2 separate regions of the Oryctolagus cuniculus genome follow, and region 1 is linked to region 2. A link is a contact called in public Micro-C data. All regions are on one chromosome and are shown on one strand. The core of a region is the stretch at or near the end of the contact, and the rest is flanking DNA. Distances in the headings are between cores, read along the strand shown.

What was found. A called contact is a pair of places that touch in the nucleus more often than the background predicts.
Region 1: a contact with region 2 is called in a Micro-C map of ear pinna, with 4 times the contacts expected there. The contact joins the promoter of CD55 here to the promoter of PFKFB2 in region 2. A contact is called at or near these places in 3 of 6 Hi-C or Micro-C datasets (ear pinna, embryonic fibroblasts and an unstated tissue).

The regions. Positions count from the first base shown.
Region 1 is chr13:22,374,230-22,379,985 of mOryCun1.1, reverse strand. It overlaps CD55 (CD55 molecule (Cromer blood group)), which reads right to left and starts at 2,851. Exons shown (of 11, transcript XM_070055223.1): 1 at 2,638-2,851. The coding sequence starts at 2,737. LOC103350989 (a long non-coding RNA gene) reads left to right here and starts at 3,507. Exons shown (of 9, transcript XR_011381404.1): 1 at 3,507-3,841; 2 at 4,555-4,621.
Region 2 is chr13:22,173,618-22,180,089 of mOryCun1.1, reverse strand. PFKFB2 (6-phosphofructo-2-kinase/fructose-2,6-biphosphatase 2) reads right to left here and starts at 1,464. Exons shown (of 16, transcript XR_011381393.1): 1 at 1,331-1,464; 2 at 131-822. YOD1 (YOD1 deubiquitinase) reads left to right here and starts at 1,620. Exons shown (of 2, transcript XM_002717546.5): 1 at 1,620-1,962; 2 at 2,839-6,472. The coding sequence starts at 1,620. The coding sequence ends at 3,542.

The sequences.
Region 1 (5,756 bases), core at 1,602-4,101, 200 kb before region 2:
CCTACCTCCTGGGGTTGTCTGGGGGATTAGCTAACAACACACGGGGAAGAATTATAAACTGAAACGTGATGCCTACGTAATAGGCTATACACTTGTTGCCTTCTTAAAAAACAAAACGAACTGAAATCCTATTTCACAAATGGTTTCACCAAGCATGTGTGACATTTCCTGTGAACACTGTAGTTCCTTCTGCTGATCCAAGCTGTGTCAAGGCAGCGTGAACTCTTATCTTTGTCTTTAATTATCAAGTGCTGTCTAACCAGGACTCTCAGGACTCCGATGACTATAACGGAGATGAGAAATTCCTGTCCCCCGGTGACATCACAGCCATTGTGAGGCTGGAGTGTGACCCATGACCCACACGTCTGCGGTATGCCGGTGGAAACAAACCAGCTGTATGGCTAGTCACATCACAGAAACCAGTGTGACGGGTGTGCAATACTGACCATGGATAATGCCAGATGACTGTGTTATTGGCTCTTAATAGAATTTGGTTCTTTATTGGTGTATTCCACTGTGAAACGGCCTCAGGAAGGTCCCTCGGGAAGTGTCCACCACAGAAGACAGCTCCATGAGCGCCCCGACCTCCTGACCCCACGAAGGCCTACACTAACGTATGCAGTCATGCCTTCATTTTTTACAATCATAAAAGTCAAAAAGAAAATACATAAAAAAATTTGTAAACAGAAAAGCAGCTCCCAGAGTTCAGGTTCTAAAGAGGACATTTTTGGGCAGCCGCATAAGGTGCTCGCATTTTAAGCTAAGTGTTATAACAAAAGGGCCCATAACTAGAAAGTTTGTCAAGTAAAGCACCGAAGTTCATTTCCGATGGAGTAAAATCCGTCAATAACTCCAGCATCGCCCGGGCAGACGGCACTGATAACGCACCGTGCACGGGCAGTGTCAGTGACGTACAGAGATCCACAGTCACCACTCCCGGGCTGACTCACCCAGCGCCACCTCCCTTGGCCCAGGGGGAGGGCTCTGCCCTGCCAGCACTTGCATTCCTATGTTTAAATAGGGTTAGGTATGTTTGACACAAACCCCACTGTGTTACAACTGCCCAGGGTACACAGAACAGGGGCATGCTGGCCTGGTGTAGCGTGGCAGCCATGGGCCACCGCATACAGCCCACACCACGTAGCTTTGTCTCTCCGATGTCCACACAGTGATGAAATCGCCTGAGGATGCATTTCTCTGCACTTAACAGATTCTGAAGTACACACAGAGAGCTTTTCAACACGCCATGCCAGGGGCCGGTGCTGTGGTGCCCTGGGTTAGACCAACGCCTGCAGCGCCAGCATCCCATATGGGCAGTTCATGTCCTGGCTGCTCCACTTCCAATCCAGCTCCCTGCTAATGCGCCTGGGAAGGCAGCAGAGATGAGCCAAATGCTTGGGCCCCTGCACCCACGTGGGGAACCTGATAAAACTCTTGGCTCCTGGTTTTGGCTTGGCAAAGTCCTGGCAGCTGGGGCCATTTGGAGAGTGAATCAGCAGGTAGAAGATCTCTCCCTCCTTTTCTCTCTCTAACTCTGCCGGTCCAAAAAAAAAAAATCCTTAAGCAAAAAAATTGCCATTTTTTTTGGTCAGAGTTGCATTAGGTTAAATCTTACTTAAAATGTAAGAAAACTTCACCTAGGCTACGTGTCTTGAGGTAATGGACAAATATATTCATATACAATGCACTCCCTAAACGGATCTCATTGTTTAATTTCTCTGGGAGTTTGTCTGGCAGGTTCAGTGCTGCCTTCCACTAGCTGGCGTGTGAAGGGCCAGGGGGCTGTCCCTGGGACTTAATAAGGCTGGAAACCTATCAATCAGCAGTGCCTAACGAGAGGTGTAAAATAACCTTGCCAAGACGCACGCCCTCCCCACAACCTCACTACAAGCAAGCAGGCACTTACGGTTACAGAATTCTTTCACCTCTGACCACTGGTTGTTTTCCTGGCATAAGGCGGAGTCTGGCTTGCCCGGAACTTTCACGAAACCTTCATTACACTTGTACCTCACCGTGTGCTGCACGGGGAAAGGCGAAAGCCCTTCCAGCACGGGCTGGGCATTGGGCACGTCCGGCGGCAGGCCGCAGTCACCTGGCGAGTTCAGAAACGCAGAGCTGCGGCCAAACGGCCCCACCGCCCTCCCAGGGCGGAACCGGCAACCCCAGACCTCGCTGGGCCTCGCGTCTTGTCAACCACTAAACCCGGAGCCAAAAAAAACCAAACAAACCACTCCCCAAAGTGTCTCAGAAAGTCCTTGCGCGTCTTAGAAGCCGTCTGCAGGTGCACCCAGCCGGCGGGCACCGCGCTGGGCTCAGAGCCCAGAGAGCGGAGAGTGGGCGGCTACCAGGCCCCCCCAGAGAGATGAGTAGGGGTCCAGAATTCGCTGCGGAGGTCCCCAGGTTTGGCTGTTCCCGAAACTCAGCCCTTGGAGACCTCAAACGCCACCCCTGTCCCCTAGCAGCCCGTCCCTAGCAGCCCGTGTGCGGGCTGGGACCCGGCCCCGCGGGCCGCCCGAGCGCCGGTCAGCAGCAGGGACCCTCAGCCTGCGCCCGGGACCCTGTCGGGGGAGCCGGAGCCTCAGGTGCTCCGCGCTGCCCCGCCGCCGCCCCGCCGGCCCGGCCCAGGCCGCCACTTACCCCGCACAGCCGGGGCGCTCAGTAGCAGCAGCAGCAGCAGCAGGGGCCGCCCGCCAAGGACGCGCAGCACCGCGGGGACGCTCGGTCGCGCGGGGCTCATGGCGCGCAGGGGCCGCGACTCCGCCGCGTGGACAGCGAGGCCAAGCCGGCGGGACAGGCAGCGCGGCCTCGACAGCGCCCCTCACCGCGGCCGCGGGAGTTCATGGCGCGCCCGGGGCGGGGCCGGGGCCGCGTCACGGCGGGGCGGGGCGGAGCGGAGCCCGCGGCTGGGTGGGGGCCGGCCGGAGGGGCGCTTCCCTTCCGCTGTGGCCGGAAACGTAAATATGTGCTTTGCTAGTAAACTGGGGGCCGGGGGCCGGGGGCCGGGGGCCGGGGCCCGGGGGTGGGGGGTGGGGGGTGTCACGGCGCGGCAGGGAGGCCGCGCATGCTCCCTGGCGGGTTTCTGAAAAGCAGGTTCAGCGAGCGGCGCGGCGGCTCCCCCTCCGCTAGGACGGCCCCGGGGTTCCACGTTGGGGTGGTTCTGTGGTTCTGGTCCGGCCCGGGGGTACCGCCGGGGCTGGGGGCGGGAAGGCGGGGCGGAGAAGCGCTGGAGGCCGCGGCGGGCACAGGGCCCCTTGGGCGCGGCTCCCTTCGGTGCTGAGGGTCCGGCGGCCGCGGCCTGCGCAGGTCTCCTGCGCCCTTAGGCGCTGTGTGTGCCGCTGGGGTCTTGTCGCCATCCTGCCTCGGTGTGCTTTCCTGAGCGCTCTGGGGGCCCTGCGGTGGTTGCTTTAGGATGCATCAGGGAGAAAATAAGTTTTCAGCAGCAGTGTTTTCTTAGGGCTCAGTGGGCTGGGCCCAGCCCTGGTTGCCCAGTGCGGGAAACAGTGGTGCACGGATTCCAGGAAAGGAACTGCATAAGCTTCTAGTAAAGCCTCACCGGCTTAGAACGTTCCAGAGGAGAGGTCATGGTGGAGGGCAGGCTTTGCTTTTTTTCTTTTTAAAATTTTATTTAAACACAGTCACAGGGGGAGAGAGAGAGAAAGGTCTTCCATCTGCTGATTCACTCCCCAGATGGCCACACTGCAGCGGCTGGGTCAGGAGCCAGAAGCTTCTGGGTCTGCCGTCTGGGTGACAGCAGTCTAAGCCCTTGGGCCATCTTCCGCTGCTTGCCCAGGCCTTTAGCAGGCAGCTGGATCGGAAGTGGAGCAGCCAGGACTCAAGACAGGTGCGCGTATAGGATGCTGTGTGGCCGGTGGATGCTTTACCCACTGCAGCACAGCGCAAGCCCAGGGGCAGACTTTTCAAACCACCTGGTGTAACCCTCGTATTCAATATTAAAATTTCTTACTCCCTCCACCATATTTGATAGAAAAGCACACGTTGTCAGGGCTAGTACTGCTTTAGTAGCGCCTCCCAGGGCCTTTACCACCTCTCCCCTGGCCATGTGGTTTTAGACAGGTGGTCTCCACTGCTGCCTGGGCTCAGAGAAAGGCTGTGAAAGGCAAGGAGGTACAGAGCTGAAGGTCAAGGCCAGTTATGGCACTGTCAGAGGCCTCAACACAGGTCTGGCTCAGTGTTCAGTGTCTGCTGCAGCTTTTTATCCGAGAAAAACAATGAGCTCAGCAAAGCATCGGAAAAAAATTATCTCTGCCACCCAACTTGGCTTCACTCAATGCTCTAAGCGTTCACCTTCCAAAATACTTCGTTTTCGGTATTCTGTTTTCCAAACAAAACTTTTATGAGAAATAATTGGGTGGACTTTTAAGTAGCACTCAACAGCCACCCAAGGGATTACAGCATTCTGAGAGGAGGGAGGGAGAAACAGATGGGCATGGTGCATTTATGCAGTTTGCAGAGGGCTCTAGAAGAAAATCAGCATTATTAAGAAAAGTCGACTCTGCACGTTTGTGACTTCAGAAAGCCTGTCCTGTGTTGTAGCCTCTGTGGGTTTTGTTCCAGTTGCTTCCTGAAGGTTCCATTTCACCAACACAGCTGCGTTTTACAGGTGAGGAAGCAGATGGACAGATGGACTTACCAGAACAGCGTAGACGATAAGGGTCCAGGCCAGAATCCAAACCTACTTTGGTTCCAAAACCTTGTCTGCTCTTACACTGTTGTATTGGAATCAGCAAAAAATTTATTTTTAATTAATTTATTTGAAAGGCAGAGTTACAGAGAGGGAGAGACAGAGACCTTCCATCTGTTGGGTCACTCCCCAGATAGCCACGAAGGCTGGAGGTGGGCTGGTCCAGAGCCAGGAGCTTCTTGGGCCGTCTTCTGCTGCTTTCCCCAGCACGTTAGCGGAGCGCTGGGTTGGAACTGGAACAGCCAGGACTCAAACCCCTACACCACGACGCTGGCTTCTAAAGTCTTTTTGGGGAGAGAGAATTGGAAGTCATTCAGGAACCCAGGGTTCTGAGAGGCGGCTCGGAGCCTTTATGAGCCTTGATCTATCAAAAGCTGGGTATGCTATCTCAGCCGTGTCGCTGCACTCTCCAAGGTCTCAGTTCCATGTTGATCAAAAAGAATTTGGGTCTAAAATAGCCTCTCCAGGGCTTTCCAGATTCAAAACAATAAATGTATGTAGTTACATTCAAAACAACAAGGATAGTGGAAAAACGGGTCTGTGATTTTGGTAGAGCAAGAGAACACAGTTGTCAGCCTTGTCCCAAGAACCACACAGTGGTTACCAGAGATGTCCCTGTCCTTGTGCAAGGCAGAATTCAGCCGTGAGACGGAGGAGTGGGAAGCAAGTGGCAGGGTTTAATGGGGCGGGACCCCCGTCAGTGTGGATGGGCCCCTCCCCAGGAGGAATGGGGGGGTGCCCACTTGACATTTAGACTAGGGTCTATTAAGGCCTGCTTCTTCCCGCTGTTTCTCCTTCCCCTCCTCCCTCTTCTGGACAAAGGGCTTGCTGAGTGTGAGATGGGTAAAGTTCCTTGCAAGGTTTTCTTGCCCAGTGTTACCAGACAGAAGATCCCCCTCCCTTGGGGGGAGGCTGGGCCCACCTCTGAAGCTGCTGGGGTGTGAGGAGGCCTGTGTGGGGTAAGCTGTGGAGGCGCTGCATTCCTCTCCACAGGTGCTTTGTTTTCCTTAGGCCCCTCTCACACACAGGCTAATTCCAACTTCTAGGTAAACGG
Region 2 (6,472 bases), core at 215-2,714:
ACCCCTGCCGGCTGCGGCCCCGGCGCTGCCCCGTAACTCGGGAGACTGGAGTCGTGGCTGGGGGCCCGGCCCCGAGTCCCCGGCGGGTCACGTGCCCGCTGGCCCCGCCCACCCGCGCGTCGGTCCTCACCTGGAGAGAACCACCGACCAACCGGGCGCCGGCGGATGCAGGGGGCGGGGCTCCAGGCGGAACCGCGGACCCTGGCCCCGAGGAAGGGTGAGACCAGCTCCGGAGTCTCCGGGCTCCCGGGCGGGCTGCATCGTTGCTTGGTAACCAACAGGGCTGGGGGCGGGGCCCACAGAAAGCCTGACTGTTCTGTAAAAACTCTCGCGAGACTGAACCGCGCCAGCCGGCGTCCGCAGAGGTTAACGCTTTCATCCCTGAGTCCCAGGCGGACAGCGTGGGATCCGCACACCCGAGCGAAAGCTCTAAGAGGCGCCGGGAGTCGGCGTCCACCGTGCTCTTGAGGGTCGCGCCCCGAGTGTTCGCGTGCCGCTCCCCGTGGGTCAGACCGTGTACCCTAACGAGGGACCGGGGGCTTCCCGGACCCAGCCATGCGCCCGGCTGGACTTCACCCACCGTCCCGCCCCCGCCCCGCCCCGCCCACGCGACAGCATCTGTGACGGTCGTGTTGAAGGCCCGAGGCGCTCCACGGCACCGGCAGGGGCCTGGGTGGGAAAGGTGTTTGCAGAGAGCAGGGGCTCCTCGTGGCCACTCGGAGGCGGCGGCGCTGGCGGTGAGTTTGCACGTCCCAGGGGCCTGCCCTCGTCCCGCTGATGCTGGAGGCTGTAGAGGAGGAGCCCTGCCGCTCTGGGTCCGGGCTGGATAAAGAGCAGTGCAAATGCACTTCTTGGGCTAGAGCTCAATCCCGGGGCGTCTCTACCCCCCCCCCCCACCCGGGAGCGAAGACATTCTCCCAAACAGCTCGAACGTGTAGCTATCTCCCCTTTCGGCGAGTGGCAGCGGCCCTCCCCGTGCCCCTGCGCTGTACGCCAGGCACAGCCCTGGGTTTTAGGCCTACAGCGTGGGGAAGGGCCACCTGACCCCGCACTGTCTCCTCGCCGTGACACCCAGCGGCGCCGCGGCTCCCACCGCGAGTCTCTCCGCGCCACCGCCGGCACCGAAGGCGGGGACGCGGCCGACTCGGGGTCTGTCCGCCCGGGAACTGCAGAGGCAGCTCGGGCCCCTCGCTCCTCCTCACACTGCGCCCCCCAGGCTGGGGCCGGCCGCCTGCTGCCGCCGGGGTGGGAGGGTCGGGCTTCCGGCCCCTCAGCCCCGGCGCGGGCGGCCACGAGCCTCCGATGGCGTCTGACAGCCCCGCTGACTCACTGGCCATTCCTAGCATTCCGAGCCGTGTCGGGCGGAGGCCCCGGCCGGCCTAATCACTGGCCGCCGACATTCCACCCGACTCCCTCCGGGAACTGCTTCCCCGCCCTCTTCCCGCGCGCTGTCCTTATAAGCCGCCGGCGCGGAGCGCGGCGAGGCCAGGGATGCTTTAGGGATACGGGGCGCATCCTCGTCCCTGCAACACCAGCGACCACTTTAAGGGAGTTCGCTCTCCTCCAAGGGCCGAGGCGGAAAGTGTCGCGAGAACTGTAGCCCGCGCCGACTTCTCGCGATGTTTGGCCCCGCGAAGGGTGGCCATTTTGGAGTCCACCCGGCGGCCGGTTGCCCCGGCGGCGTCTCGCCTCCTGCGGCCGCCACCAAGGCTGGCCCCGCGGGTGTCTGGCCTGTGGGCGGCCAGTCCGACACGATGTGGCGGCTGCGCTGCAAGGCCAAGGATGGCACCCATGTTTTGCAGGGGCTGTCCAGCCGAACCCGGGTGCGAGAACTCCAGGGCCAAATTGCCGCCATCACCGGGATCGCCCCCGGCGGTCAGCGAATCCTCGTCGGCTTTCCGCCCGAGTGCCTGGATCTCAGCGACGGGGACACCGTTCTGGGGGACTTGCCCATCCAATCAGGTAAGGGATCGGAGCTGGGACCAGCGGGAAGGCCTGAGGGGCGCGCGCGGGGACGGAGACCCAGGCAAGGCAGGTGGCTGGGGGCGCTGACGGAGGCCGGGCCAAGTGTCCGGCAGCTCCGTGCCTTTACACAGGGCTGGAAGAGAAGCCCAGAGCCCAGGAGTTCGCCCTCCCCAGCCTGCCTTCTGTGCTTCCCTGAAGCTAGCTCAGCCTTGTTTTCCCCGTGCATCCGCAAAAGTTGGAAAAGGTAGGGCCTGCCTCTCGGTCCCGAGCGCTCGTTCCCGGTGTCGCTCGTTGGCCAGCCGGTCTGAAGGGTCCGGGGTTATTCCTTTGGCTTTCCTGGTTCGTTTTTGCAGTCCCCCGCGTTGAATAGTTAAGTTTAACAGGTGCACGCCTCGTAGAGTTAGCTTGTAAACATCCACGGAGAGCTCTTTCAAGTCCTAACCGACAGTAATTATTTGTGTCCAGTGTTAAAACTTGAACATCAACGTTGTAATTAAAAGCTTTTTGTTCTTGGATCCGGGACCTTGTAAACACAAGCGGGGCGAGAGAGGCCAAGTTTCAGGAGGGCGAGAGCCCCCTAGCGGCCGGTCTAGGGAAAACACCCTCCGGACGAAGGCTTCGCAGGCAATTTTGTTTTAAATGTATCTTTTTAAGGAAGTGTGACGGTGTAGGCCTCCGGCTTCGTTTGCTTGGGGTGCAGCTTGAAGTCTGTTCTGTTTTCACCTTTGTGAACAGTCGGGGTCAGGTGTTTCTAGTGTTCCTAGGGGCAGCAGTGTTCTCCATCGTAACCCCAGCTTCTATTTGTAATTTACAGACTTGGCTAATCTCATCTGTCATTTCTCTGCAGTTCTGGATCTGTTTTATTTTTAACAGGCGATATGCTGATCGTTGAAGAAGACCAAACCAGGCCCAAAGCTTCACCTGCATTCTCAAAACACGGTGCTCCTAGCTATGTCAAGGAAACCTTGCCTGTGCTTTCCAGGACTGTGGTCCCAGCAGACAACTCCTGCCTCTTCACCAGCGTGTACTATGTGGTTGAAGGAGGCGTCCTGGATCCAGCTTGCGCCCCTGAGATGAGACGCCTCATAGCACAGATCGTAGCGAGCGATCCAGACTTCTACAGTGAGGCCATACTGGGAAAAACAAATCAAGAGTACTGTGACTGGATCAAAAGGGATGATACTTGGGGAGGAGCGATTGAAATCTCCATCTTGTCTAAATTTTACCAGTGTGAAATCTGTGTAGTGGATACACAGACGGTAAGAATCGATCGCTTCGGGGAAGACGCGGGGTATACCAAAAGGGTCCTGCTGATTTACGATGGCATCCACTACGACCCGCTGCAGCGAGACTTCCCGGATCCAGACACGCCGCCTCTGACCATCTTCTCCTCGAACGATGACATTGTCCTCGTACAAGCACTGGAACTAGCAGATGAAGCTAGAAGAAAGAGACAGTTTACCGACGTCAACCGCTTCACCCTGCGATGCATGGTGTGTCAGAAGGGGCTGACTGGACAGGCAGAGGCAAGAGAGCATGCCAAGGAGACAGGCCACACCAACTTTGGAGAAGTGTGATCTATGCATGATGAGGGTGGAAGCCTACTACCTCACAGATCCAGAAGGCTCTGGGTTTTCCAATAAGCTATTCCTGACCCTAAAGAACAAAGGACACAATGCTTGAACCACACCTTGAACTTGAAACCACTAAGACACTGAAATTCCTTGTTAAGATTAAAATTAGTGTGCAAGTTTACAGATGTGTGTCTACAGTGGTGATGCCTGCCCTCTTTCCACGGGGGTGACAGAACAGGTGGCCCCCCACCTGCTGGAGATTGAGTTTCAGTATTATAAACTAGCACGCAGCAGCTTTCACCTGTAGAAGAAGAGAACGCCACATTTCGAGTAATGTTGACAGCCTCTCATGAGGCCCCGGACGTGTACCAGTGTCTCCAGTAATTGAGTCCTTTTAACAACTGAGTGAGTTAATAGTTTCTAAATTATGAATTGATTTATCAAACGAAGATACTCAGAATTGTCAAAACTGATTTTATATTGCCATTTGGTAGACTTTATCAGTGTGTACTTAACCACTTCTGAGTACGTAACAAGCAATCTTTACAGGGATGAGTGCGTTCCTAGAGAATGTCGCTGACAGCAGGAGCGCCTGTGTCCTGCTGCGGATTTCTGGTGTGTGAAGTAGAATGTATGAGGAAAAGGTGCCTGAAGCAGCTCCCTGCGGCTTCCAAGGACGTCAGCCTCGTGTGTCAATGCACTTCCTGTGCTGGTCTTTGTCATGTTGGGTACAATTTTAAAATTAAGCAGGGTAATTTTTTTTTAATCAAAGTTCCTTGAAATTCCAGTATTTGATTTTTGCTTTCTTTACATGAAAATTTGGAGGGATGTAATTTTCTCAGCTTTTTGTCACGAGAACTTCCTCCAAAAAACATCTTCATCCAAAGTGAGAATGCTATGCTTCGGCTTGTGTTTTACAAGACTTTGCATACCTGAACAGTGTTTGGTGTTGTGCCAGCCCTGTCCCTCCACTACCACTCTTGAATAATTCCATATTTCTGCAAATTAGCACTTTGCTTAATCTGTGATCTTGTACTTTGAAACATTTTCAAAGTAATTGAGATAATGCTGTTAAATGAATTTGTTTCTCTTCCAAAACATGAAAGTTTTAAAACCCTTGCCTTATTCAGCTTTCTCTGACTTCTGCTTCTTCCTAGTTACGTAGATGTGCAGCCATTTGCTTGGCGGCCCGGTCCGCGAGGCATGCCCTCTGACACGTGGCTGCACTACGAGATCTTCCACATAAGATTTTCTACCTCTTTTCTTAATTCCTATGAAGATCAGGGATGCTAAGTTAGAGTTTGTTATGTATTATCTCACACCATGTGAAGAAGCTTAATGTTGTGAAGTTAGTTTTGATGAAGTATCTCTTAGGAAACCTATGGTATACTCTAAAGCACTTAATATCTCTTCAGCATATAGTCTCAGCAGATGTTTTTAGAATTGAGTTTTACTTTTAGCATTTACACTCGGTGAAGGTGACCGTGTAGAATTAAGGACCATGTGAACAATTTAGGGGAAAATACTTGAAGGAACAATTCACAACGAAGATTCAAATCATGAAATGAGGTTGCTGGAGTACCTCTTGAGTGCATATCTGTTTTAGGTATTATAAGTTATTATGGTCAATATAACTAAAAAGTGTTTCATTTTCTATTTTCTGAGCCTTAAAAATAGCGCTTGTGAGCTTACAATAATGTTTGGCAATCATGTTACATGTGAATGAATATGGTTGAAGATCTGTCCCTATCATCTGGTCTAGATGATTTTTGTATGATTTTTATTTTCCTCAAAAAAAGATGAAATTTAAAAATGTAATTTATGAATATGCCACCAGGTGACATTTATCTGATTGAGCTTTCTGCATCGTTATTCATTAAGCTGTCTTCCCTTTCTTTGCCGTTTCAGGAGCTACATTTGATATTTGCTGACTGAAATTTTAGACCTAGAAGTTTGTTCATGCAACAAATATTTATTGAGTATTTTATCATATTGCAGGCATGGTTTGATATGTTTCCCAACATAAATTTCTCACTTTAAAATAAATATTACCTACAATGGATTGATTCAACAAGTACAAAGGGAAGAAATGGAGCAAGGATATTCAACAGCAGTGACAGCCCCTACCCCCACCCCCCACCCAGGGTCTTAAGAGTTTTGATCACATATTGTTAAGTATTCTTTTGGGGAATCTTTCTTTGTCTGGGTCAACTAGGTTGTCCAGTCACCAGGTGAACCCTGATAGGTCACTTTAAAAAAATGACTTTTTAAATTATTTACTGAAATTGGTCGTTGGTACTGTAATAATGTTCTAATCATGGAAAATTCAAGATGAAGTGTGGTGTGCAGCCTGTGTGATTGATTATTGAGAACTTTAAAACTTCTGCTCACGCTGCACTGAAGCTGTGGTCCTGGCAGGATTTAGAGTCTTTTTACTATGCTTATTAAACTCTCAGAGATTAAAGTGGATACATTCCCACCTCGAGGATTTTTGGAAGTCTATGGATTTAATGCCTGAAGTGGGGTTAAAGAACCTTTGTTTAAAGTTTGTGTTGGAGCAGCATGAAACCCTTCCTATTCCTTCAGTTTTTGGGTGCCATACCAAAAGAAAAAAAAATTTCCTTAATTAAAATGGACCATTTTCAGTAGTGGAAGAAACAGATAGAAACTGTTCCCCGCACCACAACCTGTCTTCCATTCTCTTATCTTTGAATTCAGACTTAGATTTATTGTCATGAAAGTGCATTCCTAGACAGATTGCAGGTCAAATTCGTGTCCCTGTGGGGGCCTCGTGATGTGATAGCCATGTGAAGACAGCAGTATGTTGTGCGTCTCGTGCTAATGGTTCATCGTTGATTTCTTGTTCACCGTGAGAGAGAAGTGGGTGTAGTCAGATGGCGGTACCCTGGAAGCTTGGCTGCTGGTCAGCTGGT